2 separate regions of the Triticum aestivum genome follow, and region 2 is linked to region 1. Evidence: chromatin contacts called from public Hi-C data. All regions are on one chromosome and are shown on one strand. Each heading gives the region's core, a stretch centred on a gene start, on an enhancer-like site or on the middle of the called end of the contact. The rest is flanking DNA. Distances are from core to core; before and after follow the strand shown.

Region 1 (5,961 bases), core at 1,252-3,751:
AGTCTTTAAACTTCCCAGGAATTCTAGGCCACAAGTGATGGACAACTTCTAATGTGGTGAAGCAATCAGCTTTATTCTCGAGTATCACACGCACTCCATGTACATCATAGATTTCATCCATGTCCAGTTTTTTCCTGTAATAAAAAAGCAATCACATTAGCATGTTTAGTGGCATATGTCTCTCCGGCTAGCAAGGTTACTTTAAAGGCCATGTTGAAGTCAGTGCAGGAATTACCTATTTTAGATAATGATTCATTTGACTTCATTAACACAGCTAAAATGAAAGGCAAATCATTTGAAAAAAAAATCTAGTAAATACACCATAATGGAAACATGACGCACGAGTTTACCTTGTCATCTTGCTGTAGATGCTGTATATGCTCTTGTGCCTCCCTGATATGGAACGATAGGATAGCCCTCTCACCTGAAGGGCCTGTTCCAATCGCCTTATTGCAGCTGCAATCATATCTCTGTTGTAAAACTCATGAAGGTTGGATGACAGTTCCTCATATTGCTCTGGGTAAAGATGCTTGAAACACAGATTTTCAAGCTGCTCCTTCCAGTTCAAGATCCCCAATTGATTCGCCAATGGAGCAAATATCTCCAGCGTTTCCTTTGCAAAGCACTGCTGTTTGATCTTGGGCAATGAATCCAACGTCCTCATATTGTGTAGCCTATCAGCAAGTTTGATAAGCACTGCTCTCGCATCCTCCATTGCAAGGAAGACTGTACGCAATCTGTCAGCTTCATCAGTTCTGCTCGCTGTATCGTTTCTACGAGCCAGTTTGCTCAAATGACTTAGATTAGAAACCTGTCAAATATTCGACACAACTAAGTCAAGTCATTCCACAATGTCCTCAAACGGCCAAAGCACCCTTGTTGCCAAAAAATGGTGATATATTGCAGGTGTAATATTGATAAAGATGACCGACAAGGCGACAACGTGTAGCAGAACAAACAACAGCCTTTCCCAAGTTCCAAATAATAAACGCAATGTCATGAAAGAAGACACATAAAATCACCAAAAGGTGTGTCTGCTTTGATCTGGTAAACAGCCAGGAAGAAATTCTAAAGTATAACAAAGCACAAGTCAATCCTAGGAGATGCCTACAGCCTACTTTAATAGAGGTGATGTTAACTTAATACCTAACTTAGATAAGCATAAGATTTGTATTTGTTCTAGAAGCCCTATCAATAACATAACAATCAATTATGGTCTGTCAGTCATAATCGTAAAAATATATTTTAGCAAGGTAGCCAAACTAGCAACATCCAGTTCTCCATATGACGAAAAAGACAACACCGAGAAAGATGAAAATAAAAGGGGGGCCCACGCAGAGACATAACCATATAACTAATCAATTGTGAGTATGACCTGGTCCTTCCCCTAGAAAACAATGGCCTGATCCTGGACACAGGCACAGCTTAAGTCATACTCAGAAAATTATCTGTATATGCCGGTACGAATAATCTACCAGTGAAGAAGCTCTGAATTGCTACATAACGGTGTAGCAGCAATTGCACCTTACTTTGGTTCGTTTCAGAAAATAATACTGCCACACCAAGCGAGCTTTAACAGAGAAAAACAGTTCTCCTAATTAGACATATCAGTGAGCCTGCTCGTCACATCCTAATGTCAGTTATATCCAGTACAGTAACTAAATACGGAGTAGATCCGAATTCTTACCCCCTTCACGAGGTCCGCAACGCCAGCACCGAATTGCTCGGAGATGGAGCCGTAATCCAGGCCTGCGTCGTCCACCGTGTCGTGCAACAGCCCCGCCGCGATAACCGGAGGGCCTGCGCCGAGCTCCGCGAGCAGCGCCGCCGTCTCCACGCAGTGCTGCAGGTAAGGGTCGCCGCTCGCGCGCATCTGCAGAAACCACCAAAACGCCCAGCCGAGGAACGTGGCCCGGTCACTTCAAACGTCCGACAAGCCACGCCGAAACGATGAGCAGAAAGAGAGCGAGAGGGGCGCTGTCAAGCACCTGGCCGCGGTGGGCCGCCTCGGCCGCGTAGTAGGCCTTTCTCACGAGCTCTTCGCGGAAGATGGCGTGCCGCGACTGCGCGCCGGCGAGCAGGGCCGCCGCGGCTGCGGAAGAAGCGGCGCCGACTTCCTCGAACCCCGCCACGGCGGCGCGGGCTCGCCTCGCGGACGGCGGGCTTCGCGCCTCCCCTTGGTCGGAAGCGCGCGCGAAGGAGAGGGAGGGCGGGGTCCGGCACCGGGTCGCCCGCAGCTCGCCGGCGGCGGAGGCCGGGGCGCGGGGGAGGAGGTCCAGCGCGGCGGGGGGCTGCGGCGCCGAGAGGCGGTGGTGGGGGCGGCACTTGACGGAGCAGGCGACCGCCGCCGGCATGGCTCCTGGTGGTGGTGCTGGCTGGCTCGGTGAGTTGGAGTTCGGCGGAGGGGACGGTCGAAGAGGGGGGAGTGGGGAGGTGGAGATTGGAGAAAGAGGCGTGGAAGGGAGCTCTAGTTGGGACGTTGGGCTCTTCGCGCGTGCTGGCGTGGTTATGACTAGTAAGCCTACTCGTGGGAACTGGGAAGATGGGTGGTCGTTTTTATTTTAGACCTCAAGTCGCCAAATCATTTGGGTTGGCTTGGCTTGCTAATTTTCGAACGAGGAGGTGTGTTTTCTTTCCGAGAGCACGAGTAAACTATGTGCCGTAGTTTTAGTTTTATAGAAGGCACATGATAAAACACAAGAATTCAGACAAACTCTCACCACATGCCGATGAGAGGCAAACACCACAGAAACCCCAACACAAAGGTATCTGTGCTAAATTGACCAACAAAAGCAGCCGCGTCTCAACTAACCTTGGTCACCTCTAAAGAGCAACAACTTCAAACAAACTCTCATTGCCAACGCATCAACTAGTGTGTGGCATTAACCATCCTTGATTGCCTAAAAGAGTTGGCAGGTGGGTGGCGAGACTCGAACAGCCCCAAGAAAGTCATCATCTTGGAATCACCCGCGACGGTGTACATAGTACCTTTAGGTCCTGACGAACAATTCAGAACAACGGTGAGTACCACAGGAAAGCAAACTAGGACCTCCAAGTCGTGTCTCCAAAAGCAATTATCCCAACAGAAGAGCGACATCGAGGACGCTGCTATCATCGATCCGGATCCGAACCTAGGCTTTTGCCCGAAGACAACCAATCAAGAGAGAGAGAGAGAGAGAGAGAGAGAGAGAGAGAGAGAGAGAGGTGCCGACACACCACAACGCTGCCTCCAAGGAGGGGAAATGACACCCACGAGGGGCTGTCACGGGTGGCACCAGCCAAAGACGGGCACGACTTCCATCCGAATTATCGCAAACCTACATCCCTGCCCATCGGAATGAGGTACATCCTCATTAGACATGATACTTTATACAATATTAGACATGTAATGTTCATAAGCATGTGAAATTGTGTAGTTCAAAGTCATATTCATTTCCTCTTGCTTCAGGGCTCCACCGAACGTAATTACCTAACATGATTCACTCGTCCTTACATGTCGCGACGAACTCTGAAGCCCTAGCCGCCACCGGCGTTACGCTCTCGCTCCTGCCAAAGTCCGTCATCGAGTAAAACCCATGTGGCGTCTGCAGTGCCAGAATGGTCTGTCCACATGGAGTTCATGCGACAGGGTTGGCCGGATGCGGCAGATTAGGGTTGGTGGCAGCGGTTGATATGTGTTCGAGCAACGGCAATTCTCAACCAGGGACGCTTACAGGTGATGCTACATGCACCGATGGCATACAGGGATCCTAGATGGCGGTTGGCTTGACCTCTGGCTCATATTTGGCGTACAGCTACATAGGCGTCTTGGTTTTGATTTAGCTTGATTTTAGAATTCTCCGTGTTAGTCGAGGCCGCGAGGCGACGACGTTGCCCGGTTTACAAATATTGGCCTTCATATCCTATCCATGTTCCATCGGTGCACTCGGTGCCCGTAGAGGGCACATGAAGGTGTGTCTGTCCATCCGAGGATTTAAATCTTCGTTTTAATGTTTTCTATAAGGGCATGTAAGTCTTATCTTAAACCCGTCACGTAATCTAAAAAAAATTACATGGCATTAGTCTTTTCTTTGATAGCTAAATATTTCTAAATACATGGTGAGGGGTGACAGATATTATTGCTAAGAGATTATATCCTAATTAAGAAAAAATACAGCCTTTTTCTTAATATCTCTCGTTAAGCTCAGCAATTTATTATACTACCTATCACTCCTACTGTACAGAAAATTCTGAATTCCGCCACCCAACAACCGTGAGACATGTTCCTTCTGTCCACGTACCACGGGAGTGATTTGCATCAACGTGAGGGTGTCTTGTGCTTAAACGTGCAGCTTCCTCCATGTCACGGAGGGCCGCAAACGACGGGGCGCACGCATGTCAAACGGAGGCTTCCTTGTGCGTGTGGACGAGGGATCGCTTGCCGGTTGGGCAAAGCAGGCATTGGCGGCACGGACCAACAGCTGATGCGTTTGTTCTACTCACCGTCTCGTGTCACGGCGCCAATGTTTCTTTCGAACCGATGGCAACGGGCCGGAGAAATGACCCATCGAGTCAGTTTGTCAACCAACTGATACTGATGGATGTTTGAGTGCCTCCGATGCAACCCCGGCCGGGAGCGATGGTATATAGGGCTGCAAGAAAAGCTCGTGGCTCATGAGCCGCTCGAGATCGATTTGTTTTTTAGCTCGATTCGAGAACGACTCGAAAAGAAATGATTTAAGTTTGAACACTTTATGCAGCTTGACCAAGAAACGAGCCGATCTTGAACCAATATTGGCTCGCTCGATTTGAGCTCTATAGCTCGACATAATATCATTATGTTAAATGATCATGCCATATATTAAACGGAAATAAGATAATTTATTATCACATATGATGTTCATGATTTTTGTCCATTTTATTTACCAGCAAACATGGAAGCATATGCACCTTCGTTTTTGTTATCATATAAGTGCACAAAAGATTTAGGCCTAATTATGGTAGGTGATCGACTATGTGTTAAATATCCTATTGTGTTTGGCAAAAGTTTTCACCATATGCACCTTCATTTTCTTGTTTTTCGTCCATGAAGACCACCATCTATTGCTAGTTCACCCAAGAGAGAAGATGAGCTCTCCCTAGCACGACGAGATGGGGGGACAAAGTTGTGTCATGTTGTGTCCTTATCTCGTTAGAATAATCGCCATAAATTTATAATTTTTACGGTCTCATTTAGCTCAAAACTAGCTCGAGATCGACCCGAGATCGTTACAAGCTGAGCATGAATCATGTTCTACAGCTCGATCTTGAGCTTCACTTAGTTTGAGCTCGCTCAAAATTTATATGAGTTGAGCCGAGCCAAGTCCAACTCACTTGAACTCGACTCGTTTGCAGCCCTAGTGATATACTAGAGGGCACGGGAGTCAGTTGTGCACAACAGATTCAGGCGACGTGCGTGAGCAAACAAATTACGGGAGCGGCAAATGCATCAACACCATTGTAGTGATATGATACTTCCGACGCAATACAAAAGCGATGGTTCCATTCAAAATACCAAATCTATACGACTTTGCAACCGCAATTTTTGAAAAACATAACGAGGGACTATTTGATTGACAGGATTCTAAAAACAGACAGGAAATACTATAGAAATTTCCTTCAAAGAGGTTTGAGCAATTCCATAGGATTTTCGGTCGTTTGATTGCATCACAGGAAAAACAAAGTTTTCCTTCAACGAGATTTGAGTGGATGCTAGAAATCTATGTAAGTAGTTCAAATAAATCCTGTGAATCAAAGGAGCTCTAAAGATCGATCAGGCAATTGCAGCTAAGCTGTACAGACAAGCAAACACATCAAACATGATCACACACACGATAAGATGAACATGTAGCAGCAAATGAATATCCATACACAGAATAGCACGATTGGATAGCTTCACCTGCTTTGCAAGTACTTCAAAGTTTCTTAAAGCCAGGGTGAAGC
Region 2 (5,961 bases), core at 2,462-4,961, 160 kb before region 1:
TCAGAGATTGCTTCTTTTGCGTCTGACGGAGTAAACACAGCAATCGATAATTTTGCAAGTGAAATGCTGTTCCCTTTTCCAGTCAGTTACGTTATTTCGCTCGCTCAAATAGTGGGCATACAGTTGCAGATCTCCCAACATACTCCAATGGCCAGATTTTATGACATTACTAACATCAGCAACCACAGCAGCTAAATTCCTCTGCTGTCCTACTGGGTCCACAATTCAGTACAATCAATTACCATCGGTCGTGCTGTGTGTTCTTCCAGTTGGTAGCAAGATCACATGCCATGGATGTATAGAAAGCAGGGCATTTAATCAAGAACAAGCCAAAGATTTTTTTTCTCCATTGGTGCAACGTTTATTCCCTGAAGGTCCCAAGTGTACATATGGTCGAATGTGCGTTAAGCAACCAAAATACCACTAAGTACTAGTATATCTTACAGGTAAAATGGAGCTTAAATTAGGAATTGTCAACCATCTTTCCGAAATTCGACAATGAAATTGCATTACAGCGATGAACTCGGAGCGGGCAGCAGGAAGTTGAGGAGAGCCTCGTTGAACCTCTTTGTGTCCTCCGCCTGCGGCATATGGCCAGCGTTCTTCAGGATCTCCAGCCTAACATTTGCGCCTAGCTGCCTGCATCAATTTGCACCCATCTTTCATGTCTAAGTTACAGTAGAAGGTGACACAACTGCAACCAGATTACACAACCATGTAATAAGAGTAGTAGTAAACGCTTGCTGACCTCGTCACCTGGAATGCCTTCTCTATGGGGAAGATCTGGTCATGCTCTCCCCACAGCACAAGAACTTGCTGAAAGATGGGGGCAGATAGGGTGAAGAAGAAACTATGAGTTTACTTTGCAATTTTATTACATCAATTTGCACTTTGTTCGTTGTGGAAAATTAGATGATGTATGTATGTACCTGCGGGAGTGGAGTGAGTTGGAACTTGTCTTTGTTCCCCAGGGATATCGCTTTGATCAGCCCCTCCTTCTCCTCTATGTTCTCGCTGTAGAGATACTGCAGCAAAATGTTTTATTTGTGATTTTTTTAAATGCTCCCAAACTAATAGAGGCATCCATTTTATTTTATTTTGCGGGAGAGAGCCATCCATTTCTGTTGATACAAAGTCCCTAATTAAACGTGACAACCTATTTCCCGCAAAAAAAGGGCCATCCTTGACTCTCACATGTTTATTATTTGTTTCCGTATCAAGGTACTGGCATTAAATTAGGAAAGAATACATACTATTTAACAAGTATTAATATGAAGAGTATATCCATCAAGTTTGAGTGTGGTTTGAGAGTGAAAGATTAATCTTGTACGACACCTATGGTATCCTCTATAACACTAAGCTCCCTAGGTTTATAGAGCACACATTCAATTGAGGTCTCCAATTAAGATTGCGTCATCCGATTTTAACCGGGTCAACAATTTCTCAAAGCATTCCCACTCAATTCTTTTATATCATACACTATGCTCTTTAATTTTTAAGGCCTCACAATTAATTAATGTCTTTAATTTAGAATTGGTTCAACTCGATTTTGACCGGATCAACAATACTAAGCTCCCTAATTTTTAAGGCATCACAATCAATGAAGGTCTCCAATTGAAATTAGTTCACCCGATTTTGATCGGGTCAACAATTTCTCAAAATTCTCCCATTCATTTCTTTTATCTATCTATCTATCTGTCTATCTATCTATCTATCTATCTATCCAATCAACCGAGGTCTCCAATTTGCAATTGGGTCACTGATTTTGACCGGGTCAATGATTCAAGGGGCTCTCTCTTCAATTCTTTTATCATCTAATACACCATGCTCCCTAATTTTATAGCCCTCCCATTCAATCGAGGTCTCCAATTTTGGCCGGATCAATGATTTAACGGCCTCTATCTTTAACTATTTTATCATCTATCTAATACACTATGTTGCTTAATTTTGGAGCTCTTCTGTACAATTGAGGTGTTCGTTGGTTCTCGACTTGGACTAGGTCAATGATTTCTCACGGAACTCTCTCATTCAGTTGAGGTATTAATTTTGGATTTGATTCATGATTTTGACTGGGTCAACAACTTCTCAAAGTAACCGGAAGCAACCATTTTGTAGAAACACATTAGTACCGTACACCCTCTCACCATCTAACAAACACATTAGTACCGTACATCCTTCTAATTAGGTACCATAGTTGAAAGTTTGTACACAATATATTGTTTATGCTGCAGAACCCGTACACATGGGAGAGAATATAAATGGAACGTGATAACATGACAACAACATTGTTTATCAGACAACATATGCCTATCACGACTAAGTCAAATGAACACATGTTACATCACCTTCGTTATTTATGTAGGACTAACGATGCTACGCACTACCTACCTAATTTTTTTTTCGAAACGGAACTACCTACCTAATTATGCTCTTGATGGAAGCTATGGCGGGGCCGTTGAACGGATGCTGTCTCTCCACTGAATGGTTGGCGGCTCGATGATACGTTTGGTCGTCGACATGGTTGGTCGTGCATTGTTAATCGTGCGTCGTCAAGGACATTGGATGACGTCGCTGCTAGTTCGTTGCGCGGTTATGGTAGCATTATCATATTGATACTAATACTCCCTCGTTTCTAATTTTATTTTTTTTTGATATTTCAACAAGTGACTACATATGAAGCAAAATAAGTGAATCTACACTCTAAAATATGTCTACATATGGATGTATGTGATAGTCCATTTGAAATGATTAGAAAAATAAATATTTAGAAACGGAGAGAGTATTATATATCGTCCTCCGTCGACAAAAACAGACATGGTTGGCTGAGACCTGAGTTCATCTGTTAATCGACATGGACACTTGTGTCCGAGTCGTTCGCTGGGTGGACTGGTAGCTATCGCGGTGAGGCCGCCGTTGGACGAACAAAACTGCCGGGAAAGCCGGACGAAAATCAAAGATGGTGGCCATTGATCACGTACCTGAACGAGGTCGCGGAGCAAGAAGCCCGGGATGAACGGGCGGGGGCGGTGGTAGGCGAGCCCCATCAGCCGCCGCATCTGCTCGGGGGTGCGCGGCAGCATCAGGTCCTCCACGCGCTCGGCCCCGCCGCGCGCCAGCAGGGCGCGGTCGTCGGCGTCGCCCTTGAGCAGGTCCGAGCTCGCGATCACCACCCGCTCCACGGCCTCCGGCCCCAGAAGCCTCGCCACGTGGTACGCCACGAAGCCGCCGTAGCTGGTCCCGACCACCGACGCCCTGGCTGAGGGGGGCACGATCGCGCCTATGAGCTTCGCCACCGCCTCCGCCTGGTGGGCCTCGGAGCACTCGCCGTCGACCGGCGTGGGCGACGTGCGGGAGCCGCCGAAGAAGAGGAGGTCCGGCACGACGAGGCGGAACCGGCGCGACAGAGGGCCTACCTGGGGCCGCCACTGCCACGTCGCCGGCGGGCCGAAGCCGTGGAGGAGGACGAGGACGGGGAGCTCCTCGCTGGCGCCGGGCGGGAAGCGCCAGCACTGCATCGTGGTGGCGCCGCCGTCGAGCGGCACGGACGCCTGGACCAGGCCCGCCGCGGTGAATCGGCGCCGGAAGTAGGCGTCCAGTAGCGGCGCGATCCCGAGCGTCGACGACGGCATAGTTGCGGGGACTGAAGGTGGAGCGCGGGGCGCCTTCGTGGCTCGTCACGTCTGCTTGTCCCATGCGCGCGTGGTGTCGTACGTATATGTATGTCTGCTCTCGATGGAGAGAAGACAATCACGGGCTGTACCAACCGCCCCATGTCTTTTCTGAGGAGTCCGGCTCAACTGCGGCAGGAATTTCTACAACACACTTTTCTTTTCTATAGATAGACTATCTTTAAATAGTCAAACTGTTTTTGATTTGGATTGCAGCAGAATATTAGACGTTAGAAAAGTGTTTTTTGAGGAGTATTTAACAAAAACTGCAATAATTGGGACAACCATGACCAAAAACTACAACTCTAGGAACCCTAGCAAAAAACTATTGTACCACTTTTGCTCTAATTTTTGGCAAAAAAAATCTACCACTTCTGTTAAATGACCGATTGAGCACAAATTAAGGATGATTATGACATGAATGGCCCACTCGTCGGGGGTCAACCTGGCACAAAGTCAACCTGCACCATTATGTTGACCATTATGGCATGTGGGACCCACATGTCATTCTTAGTAAAAAAAGGCTCGCCCGCATGCATGCATTGGGTGAGCACGTTCCAGTTCATGGGTTCGGTCAACTCGCCCGCTCAACACTCACGCAGGAGAAAATCTGCCGCCGCCACGGGTAGCCGCCACCGGGCGCCGCGTCCATCTGCCGTTGCGGCAAAGATGCAGGTGAGGTGGGGCGCGGGATGGTGGCGGCGCCATGGTGAGGCAGCCGTCCTCGCGCGTCACCTCCAGTTGTCGTTGCGGTAAAGATGCAGGAGCGGTGGGGCGCGGGATGGTGGCGGCGCCATGGTGAGGCATCACTATTGTGCATCACCTCTAGCTGCCGCCAGGCCCTAATAAGTCTCAAACATATATATAATTTTGTATCGTTAAATGTTATTATATCATCACTTTTGTATGTTTTATATGCTACTAGTTCAAATATCCGTGCGTTGCAACGGACGAAAAAATTATAAAACCTGCTTCGTGTGCCATCTCGTGCCTGTTTGCGAGTATAACTTCCGATCTATTCATCAACTGTCAAGGTAGTTCAAAGAACACCGGAAGTAAAAAATACATCTAGGTCCGTAGATCACCTAGTAATGACTACTTACACTGGAGCGAGTCGGAGGCGCGCAGCTATATTCGCCCCTCCCTTATCGAAGTCGGGCAAATCTTGTTGTATTAGAGAGTCGGAAGTCATCGTGATAAGTCTCTATAGGACCAGCGCACCAGAACAACATCCGCCGCCAATAAAGAGAAATGTAGATAAGAAGGATCCAACATGTAGAAACACGAACACAGACAAACGAAGACAAGATCCACGTGGATCCACCAAAGACAAACAGTGACCGAACCCGTGAGATCCAATTTTGATAAACATCAGTAATAAGGTTGTGTGCCTATTCTACATGATATACCGGTAGAGATTGTGTGCTGATGTTTGAAACCAGCTCTAGACAGTAGTCACAATCACCAAATCCTGCAAATTCAGATCGCGGGCCAGGGCAAGTGCTTCACTACACGCGTGCGCCTCCAAACTTGCCGGGTCGATCAAGCCTTCAAAGACCAGTGCTGAAGCTCCAAGAAATTTCCCCGACTTGTCTCGACAAACCACAGCCGCTGCTCCCTTCTAGCCCAGGGTCGATAATGCTCCATCACAGTTGAACTTCACCGCTTCATCCTCAGGCGGCAGCCATGCCCGTGCTCTCGGGACAGCAGGCACATGCATCGGTCGCTCCTTTTGGGACTCAACGATGTCCAGGTCCTCCAAGAAGCGCCTAATAAAACTCATGGTTGACAACGGGCTCTGGAACTCATTCTCATGGATTGCTTTCCGGCGCGCCCACCAAATTGCCCACATTGTCACTAGCATCCGAGTTACATCACGTTGGCTTGTTGATTCGAACAACCAAAACAGCCATAGACGGGCATCAGCGTTCTGGTTTGATATCACATGCTCTAGGAGCTCTTCATCACCTAAAGCCCAAACGCATCGCGCCATGCAGCAGCTTAACAGAGAATGACGCCAAGTGTCCTCATCTGCTCCGCAAATCGAGCATGCTGGTGAATCTGCCATATTTCTCCCATGACGCACATGCCCCGTCGAGATCGAGGTATGCGCTAGTCTCCATACGAAAATTTTGATCTTGGAGGGAACCCGTACATTCCACAGCTGCGACCAAGATTTCCTGTCAGCTGTAATGTTTGAATGTCCCAGCCGATGATCAAGCCAATCCTCCCTCTGAGCCTTGACTGCAGAAATCATACGGTAGGCCGACCGAACCGAAAAAACACCCTTCTT

The links. A called contact is a pair of places that touch in the nucleus more often than the background predicts.
Region 2: a contact with region 1 is called in a Hi-C map of leaf, with 3 times the contacts expected there. The contact joins the promoter of LOC123187971 here to the promoter of LOC123187970 in region 1. A contact is called at or near these places in 2 of 5 Hi-C or Micro-C datasets (both in leaf).

What each region holds. Positions count from the first base shown.
Region 1 is chr2A:131,061,928-131,067,888 of IWGSC CS RefSeq v2.1, reverse strand. It overlaps LOC123187970 (probable GTP diphosphokinase RSH3, chloroplastic), which reads right to left and starts at 2,501. Exons shown (of 6, transcript XM_044599988.1): 1 at 1,989-2,501; 2 at 1,688-1,873; 3 at 351-811; 4 at 1-134. The coding sequence starts at 2,354.
Region 2 is chr2A:131,225,200-131,231,160 of IWGSC CS RefSeq v2.1, reverse strand. LOC123187971 (dihydrolipoyllysine-residue acetyltransferase component of acetoin cleaving system) reads right to left here and starts at 3,711. Exons shown (of 4, transcript XM_044599989.1): 1 at 2,979-3,711; 2 at 930-1,025; 3 at 749-816; 4 at 314-639. The coding sequence starts at 3,629. The coding sequence ends at 510.